2 separate regions of the Hordeum vulgare genome follow, and region 1 is linked to region 2. The links are chromatin contacts, called in public Hi-C maps. All regions are on one chromosome and are shown on one strand. Each heading gives the region's core, a stretch centred on a gene start, on an enhancer-like site or on the middle of the called end of the contact. The rest is flanking DNA. Distances are from core to core; before and after follow the strand shown. Region 1 holds the start of LOC123408797 (psbP domain-containing protein 3, chloroplastic). Region 2 holds the start of LOC123410584 (geranylgeranyl transferase type-2 subunit beta 1).

Evidence for each region. Hi-C and Micro-C count contacts between places; a contact is called where the count stands out from the background.
Region 1: a contact with region 2 is called in a Hi-C map of seedling, with 3 times the contacts expected there. The contact joins the promoter of LOC123408797 here to the promoter of LOC123410584 in region 2. A contact is called at or near these places in 3 of 6 Hi-C or Micro-C datasets (leaf and seedling).

The regions. Positions count from the first base shown.
Region 1 is chr7H:181,786,879-181,790,944 of MorexV3_pseudomolecules_assembly, forward strand. LOC123408797 (psbP domain-containing protein 3, chloroplastic) reads left to right here and starts at 2,698. Exons shown (of 7, transcript XM_045101839.1): 1 at 2,698-3,103; 2 at 3,173-3,238; 3 at 3,384-3,464; 4 at 3,571-3,653. The coding sequence starts at 2,716.
Region 2 is chr7H:181,245,493-181,249,458 of MorexV3_pseudomolecules_assembly, forward strand. LOC123410584 (geranylgeranyl transferase type-2 subunit beta 1) reads left to right here and starts at 2,311. Exons shown (of 9, transcript XM_045103528.1): 1 at 2,311-2,687; 2 at 2,785-2,901; 3 at 3,493-3,559; 4 at 3,657-3,805. The coding sequence starts at 2,381.

The DNA.
Region 1 (4,066 bases), core at 1,448-3,947, 540 kb after region 2:
ACAAAAACTAGCGCGTGAGGACGATATAATATTCCGAGCACACGAGAGACATTTTCTCTCATGTGCGTGGAATAGTATATCCCGGATCGGCTAATGCTGCATCCCACCTCGAGACGGTTAGATCTTCACTTGGCCCATGGTGAAACCGAGTTTTGATGGGCCCACTCCTCCTTCTCCATGCCGACGATGGAGGAGACTAAACGTGGATCGATGAGGACAACGAGCCACAAGTCCCACACGGCAATGGGCCACTAAGCAAAATATCCTCTCGAAACCAAGCCAACATACAGTTGCACCCGAGCAAGCATAAGAGCGTCGTCGACGTCGACCACCATCAAGTCATACTCCATGGCTACCGTGACCACTTCCTCCCTCTGTCACGGTTTCGGCAAGCCCCGCCGAGCCCATGCGATGCCGCCAAGAACAACGGTGTGACATTGCCTCCCTGCTCGAAGGATAGAGGAGGGGGTGAAGCGAAGGGATGCCCTACCGCGTCCTCCTCCCCGCTACCGCGACGTCATTGATACTGATGCTCGTCCCCGTCGAGGCTTTCGCCGAGGTTGCCGGTAATGCCAACCACTGTTTCTCATTTCTCTCGTCATGACTTGAAAAGAGTTCGGAAAATCATAAATGCTGACGGGTTTAAAAAACATTTATGATTTAAAAAATTATTCGTGTATTCAAAAAATGCCCACAATTTGAAAAATATTCGTGATTCTTTAAGAAAATATAATGAATTTTTAGAAAATGTTAAATGTTCAATAAATGTTCAGGAATTTTAAAAATTGTTTCAACTTTTCTGAAATATTCACAAAAATAAAAAATGTTCGTTGATTGAAAACAATTCATGAACTCAATCGTTTTTCACCAAAGACAAAAAATGTTCCCGAATGTAAATATTTTCTCCAAATTTACAAAAATGTTCGCCATTTTAAATTTTTATGAGTTCCAAGAGGTGGATGCTATTTTACAAAAAATGTACGTGAACTAAAAATGTTCTAAATAAAAAAACATTTTTTGAAATAAATCCTAAAATTAAAAAAATATTCACAATTTCAAAAAATGTTCATGAATTTATAAAAAACCACATTTTCAGACAAATATTCATAAATTAAAAAAGTTGTTTGCAAATTGAAAAGTAAATATATGGAAATAAAGAACGAGAAAAAACCCCAAAAGAAAAATTGATTCAGGGAAGACATTTTTTGGAACCGGTGGAACTGAAATCCATAAATGGCTCGGCCAATACAAAAACTAGCACGTGAGGACGATATAATATTCCAAGCACAGGAGAGACATTTTCTCTCCTGTGCGCGGAATAGTATATTCTGGCTCGGCTAATGCTACGTCCCACCTCGAGACGGTTAGATCTCCACTTGGCCCATGGCGAAACCGAGTTTTGATGGGCCCACTCCTACTTCTCCATGCCGACCATGGAGGAGACTGAACGTGGATCGATGAGGACAACGAGCCACAAGTCCACACAACATTGGGCCACTAAGCAAAATATCCTCTTGAAACCAAGCCAACATACAGTTGCACCTGAGCAAGCATAAGAGCGTCGTCGATGTCGACCACCATCAAGTCATACTCCATGGCTACCGTGACCACTTCCTCCCTCTGTCACGGTTTCGGCAAGCCCCGTCGAGGCCATGCGATGCCGCCAAGAACAACGGTGTGCCATTGCCTCCCTGCTCGAAGGATAGGGGAGGGGGTGAAGCGAAGGGATGCCCTGCCACGTCCTCCTCCCCGCTACCGCGACGTCATTGATACCGATGCTCGTCCCCGTCGAGGCTTTCGCCGAGGTTGCCGGTAATGCCAACCACTGTTTCTCATTTCTCTCGTCATGACTTGAAAAGAGTTCGGGAAATGATAAATGCTGACGGGTTTAAAAAACATTTATGATTTAAAAATTTATTCGTGTATTAAAAAAATGCCCACAATTTGAAAAATATTCATGATTCTTTAAGAAAATATAATGAATTTTTAGAAAATGTTAAACGTTCAACAAATGTTCAGGAATTTTAAAAATTGTTTCAACTTTTCAAAAATATTCACAAAAATAAAAAAATGTTCGTTGATTGAAAACAATTCATGAACTCAATCGTTTTTTCACCAAAGACAAAAAATGTCCCCGAATGTAAATATTTTCTCCAAATTTTCAAAAAAATTCGCCATTTTAATTTTTTATGAGTTCCCAGAGATGTATGCTATTTTACAAAAAAAATACGTGAATTAAAAATGTTCTAAATTAAAAAAAATAACTTTTTTTGAAATAAATACTAAATTTAAAAAATATTCACGATTTAAAAAAATGTTCATGAATTTATGAAAAATCACATTTAAAAAAAATATTCATAAATTTAAAAAGTTGTTCGCAAATTGAAAAATAAATATATGGAAATAAAGAACGAGAAAAAACCCCAAATTAAAAATTGATTCAGGGAAGACATTTTTTGGTACCGGTGGAACTGAAATCCGTAAATGGCTCGGCCAATACAAAAACTAGCGCGTGAGGACGATATAATATCCCGAGCACAGGAGAGACATTTTATCTCCTGTGCGCGGAATAGTATATCCCGGCTCGGCTAATGGTACGGTCCACGCCGAACCGGCCACATCTCCACCTAGCCCATGGTGAAGCCGAGTTTTGATGGTTGATCAAAAAAAAGAACGAGTTTGATGGCCCCACTTTGCTATTTGTCGACCCGGGCCATGGACGAGACTGGCCGTGGAACGAGGAGGACGACGAGCCACAAGTCCCACACGGCAGCCGGCCACCAAGCAAAAATATCCTCTGAAAACCAAGCGAACCAGCAGCTGCAGCCGAGCAAGCACAGTACATCAGCGTCGTCGACGTCGACCACCATCGAGCCGTACTCCATGGCCGCCGTGACCACCGCCTCCCTCTGCCCGGGCCTCGGCAAGACCCAACGAGGCCACGCGAAGCCGCCGAGAACAACGGTCTGCCATTGCCTCCCTGCTCGGAGGACGGAGGAGGGGGTGAAGCGGCGGGACGCCCTGCTCGGCGTCCTCCTCTCCGCTACCGCCGCGTCGTCGGCGCCACTGCTCGTCCCCGCCGAGGCTTTCGCCGAGGCCGCCGGTAATGCCAACCACCGTTTCCCTTTTCTCCGGCCATGTCTGATGATGTGGAATCTCGTTTCATTTTAAGAGGCGCAGGAGGGGTTCACCGCGTACGAGGATGAGGCCAACAAGTTCACCCTCGCGATTCCACAAGGTGCTTCGCCTTTCTATTAAAAAGATGGGGCGAGTTCAGCCAAAATACAGTCTTTTTGGCTCTTAAACGAACTGTGCGCGGCAGAATCAGAGTCCGCAAGGCTACGAGCAAGAGCAATTCGGTGAATGTTTCCTTTCCCGTGCAGGCTGGCAGGTCGGCGCAGGTGAACGCAGCGGCTTCAAGAACGTGACGGCGTTCTTCCCCGAGCAAAACCCCAACTCGAGTGGTACGTACGCAACGCACGCATCCTTCCATCTCCCGTTCCCAACTACCAATCCACCATACCCATTCCACTCGTAATTCATGAGATTTTTTTCTTCTACACACTTCAGTCAGCGTCGTGATCACCGGAATCGGGCCAGACTTCACCAGCCTCAAGTCCTTCGGTAATGTCGACGAGTTCGCCGAGAACCTGGTATGTACTACTATGCACCCTGTTTGCAGAATCTTCAGTGAACTGCACAAATGCCTATCCACATTCTCCAAGAATAATGACTATATACTGTTGGCTTTTGAACGTGCGTATGCAGTTGTACAGGCGTGCCTACGCGATTCTTGCTTCGACCGGCTACTTGACGGAACTTGCGTAATTAGCGACACGAATAAAACTGATCGATGGATTTGATGGCTAAAGGCCCGTGTCGAGCCTTTGCTTTGTATTGCTTTTCGTTTTTCTGGTGTTACAATCAACACCCCTAGGGTGTCTTTTATACACGTCCACAAGGGACTATGGAAATAGACTAGGACTAGGAATCCTAATACTACTAGGACTCGGTTTGGCTTTCTTTCCTAATCCTACATGAGCAACATGATTAACATCTACATTCA
Region 2 (3,966 bases), core at 1,061-3,560:
GTGTGACTTGTGAGTACATTCAATGTACCGACCCTTGTGGCTGTAACTTATCATGTTACAGATATTGTACAATGAGTGAGTGATATGATGTAGGATTTCGATGTCTATAGTTTTTATTTGCTTTCTCACTATGTTTTATTTGTACGGTAGCCTTGAGCTACGAGGTATGTATTATATTAAATTCTGGATCTACGATGTAATATTATGACATGTGGTTTATTCTTAATATTACACCTTGTACTGTGTGTGTTAGCTAATGATACATGGACTAGCACAGTAAATACAGAGACATCGAATCTTATCAGGTTCGGGTCGTTACAATACACCTACAAAAGCTAATTAGGTGGCTTATGATTTAGCTAGTTTCGTTAGACACGACACACATTCTGTAGTGTGTGGATTGAAAGAACCATGAGATGGTATTGTTAGACTACTTATAAACAATGTTATGTTTATTACCATGCAATAAAGGGTGTTTTAAACGTAAAAATGGAAAAGGTAAATCCTAGAAGTTTGGGTTTTAAGCATGGCAACTTGAATATTTTTCATGATAATTTCAGTTCACACGAGTTTGGCAAACATGACAATTTTATGACAAAAAAGCAAACTAGCAAACTAGAATAAAAAAGTTCATCGAATTTTTTAAAAGTTCATCAAATTTTGGAAAAAATCATCAAATTTTAAAAGAGTTCTCCACAAGTCTGAAAAGTTCATCTAATTTTTTAATAAGGAAAATCATAAATTTTGAATAAAAATACGAATTTAAAAAATTTCACGCATTAAAATTAAAAGATAAAATAAAAAAATAAAACCCGAATAAAACATCATCGCAAATGACGAGCGAATCGGGTAAAACGGTTTGGCAAGGTTCAGAAGCTTTCAAAAAGTGAAGGATTCCCACGACCGAAGCGACAAATATAAACAAGAATAACATGTTTGTAATAGGTAACCGTTAATGGCGTAGTGATGGTTGTCGCTCAAACCGAAGTAACCGGTCGCGTGTTCGAACTTCCACCGCGTCCCTTTTTTCTAACCGTTTTAGCGATTAAAGATGGGCCGGCCCATCTCATACAGGTGAAGGAATGCCCTACAGACGCCTGCTTGTGAACGGGCGCACAAGCGTTAAATAAAAAAAATCCCATTTTAGCGATTAAAGATGGATCGGTCCATCTCATACATGTCAAAGAATGCGCCACACAAACGGGCGCATAAGCCTCAAATAGGAAATCCCGAATTGCCAACCTCGTTCATGAATCAGACGCCACCACACCTTGACCGAAATCATTAATTAGCGAGTACACCTTCCAACGATTACTTCCACCTTCACAGGTTGCGACAAGTGGCGCACTGCATGCGTACCCCTTATCGCAACTTGAGAGTTTTTCTTTTTTCGTAGATCCGTATTTTCAAAATGTTTTATCTCCTAAACTGTGCGTCTAAATATCGAATCATTTTCATCGTTGGTTTTCTCGTGTCGAGATCTCAAAACTAGATCCCATGTTGATAGCTTTTGACGAACTTCTTTTTCACGAAAAAAACCCATGAAAAAACCGGAAAAAACGTGCCTCACGCGATAGAAAAAATATATTAGAAAACACGTTTTTTCCTTTCTGAGAGGCACGGGTCGTGCCTCTCCCGAAGGCAAAACAGTGCATCTCACAGAAGTAAAACCGTGCCTCTCGCGGAAAAGAAGAGAGCAGAAAACGCGTTTTTTCCATTTTCGGAAGAGGCACGGGCGTGCCTCTCCCGAAGGAAAAACCATGACTTTCGCGAAAGCAAAACCGTACCTCTCGTAAAAAAGTAGAAAACACATTTTTTTCTTTATGAAGAGACACTGGCGTGCCTCTCACGAATGCAAAACACATACCTTTCGCCGAAACAAAACCATACCTTCACGAGGCACGATTGTGCCTCTCACGGAAGCAATGCCTCTCATAAAAAACAGAAAACGTGTTTTTTCATAAAAAACAGAAAAGGTGGTTTTTTCAAAAAAAAATTCCAAAAGTTATGAAAGACCGATAAAAAACTGGAACACCAAAAAATCCGAAAGAAAATCACTTTAAAAATCCGAAAACACGTGCAAAAAATAATAAAAAAATATGAAAAAAACGTTCAAAGTGCGACATGTGACGACGGCTGAGAACGCGTAAGTGATGATATGTGAGAGTGATAGGTGAAAGGCTTTCGAAAAAGTGTTAGCGAACTGGTTGCTCCACCTTGACTAGCTGGATGCACGAGGCCCATCTCGCCAAACAATCCATACCACAGGCCCGCCTAGCCAAGTAATCCATCCGCTCCGGGCCCAGTCCCCCCTGATTCCACCACGCTCGCGGCGGAGAAGAGCACAGCAGTCGTCCACGGAGACGAGGAGGAGGAAGCCATGGGTGAAGAAGGCGAGCTGGCCGCGGAGAAGCACGTCCGCTACATCGTCACCGCCGAGAAGGTAAGCAACCACCCACCCAACCCATACCCCCTCTCGGATGCGAACCGTCTCCGGCGACAACTCATCCGTCCTCCTCGCCGTTTGCCGCAGAAGAAGGACTCCTTCGAGTCGCTGGTGATGGAGCACCTCCGGGCCAGCGGCGCCTACTGGGGCCTCACCACGCTCGACCTCCTCCACAAGCTTGACGCCGTTGACGCCGCCGAGGTCGTCGACTGGATCATGTCGTGCTACCACCCGGGATCTGGTACTATGACTGCAGGGGGAAGCCTCGGTTTTCTCGATTCGGATCCTCGGTTCTTGAATGATTCGGATGTGTGCCTTCTTGGGTTGTGTCTGTGCAGGTGGGTTCGGGGGGAACGTGGGGCACGACCCGCATGTCCTCTACACGCTCAGCGCCGTGCAGGTCCTCTGCCTCTTCGATCGGCTGGATGTTCTTGATGCAGACAAAATTGCTGATTGTATCCTTCTCAAGATCTTCAGTGGGCTTCATGCTGCAACTGCTGTATTAGTTTTCTGAATGTTACATTAGCGGCGTCCTAATGTTTGTAGTCAAATCTCTCATCTTGTTTTGTAGCTGCTTGATTTCCCTGAATTGCTAGTAAGAAAGCTGAAACATTGTGTTGCATTTACATTACCTTTCCTTTTCAGCAGTGAAGGAGACAACATTGCATCTTGAAATTTGGATGGCTGCATGGAGTTATGTTAGCGCGCAGCTTAGCATCTAAGAACTATGATCCACTAATCTCCTCACTAAGTACGGCATGTCAAAAATTTAGTCTACTGCTGCATCCAGAATACAATACCATATGAGATAGTACATTGTAGATGATCGATAATTTTGGAACACTAATCTGCTGCATCAGCCAGTTCTAGGTATTTGATTGCCCTGCGGCTTCGACTTAAATTGCATGTTGTATATTATGAAATGGGGAAGTAGTAATAACATTGTAAGCTTCTGCAAGCCTTTAGTTTTCTGAATGAATTGAAGTAGCTGCACCCTGATCTTGAAATCTGGTACCCTATTCTTTTTCCTATCTGAATTGTGTCAGATATTACTGGACTTCAAAATGAGGATGGATCATTTTCTGGTGATATTTGGGGTGAAGTTGATACTAGGTAACACTCTTGGCTGTTCTTTTCGAGTTCCCGTGTGTTTTATTTGAATGCGGCATCTGTGTGACCTACTAATATGAATGTGATATATATCTTGTAGGTTCTCGTACATTTCCATATGCACCTTGTCATTACTGCATCGTCTGCACAAAATTAATGTGGACAAGGCTGTAGAATATATTGTTAGCTGTAAGAACTTGGACGGCGGATTTGGAGCTATGCCAGGAGGGGAGTCTCATGCTGGGCAGAGTATGTGTTATCTTGATTTTACTCTCAAATCATACTGTTATGGTACCTGGGTAGAACTGGAATTTTGTCCATAAAATATATCCTAATAATAGTCCATCGATTTCAAGTGTTCTAGTATGATGCCTTATCAGATTCATCATTCATGTCAGATACTAGTATAT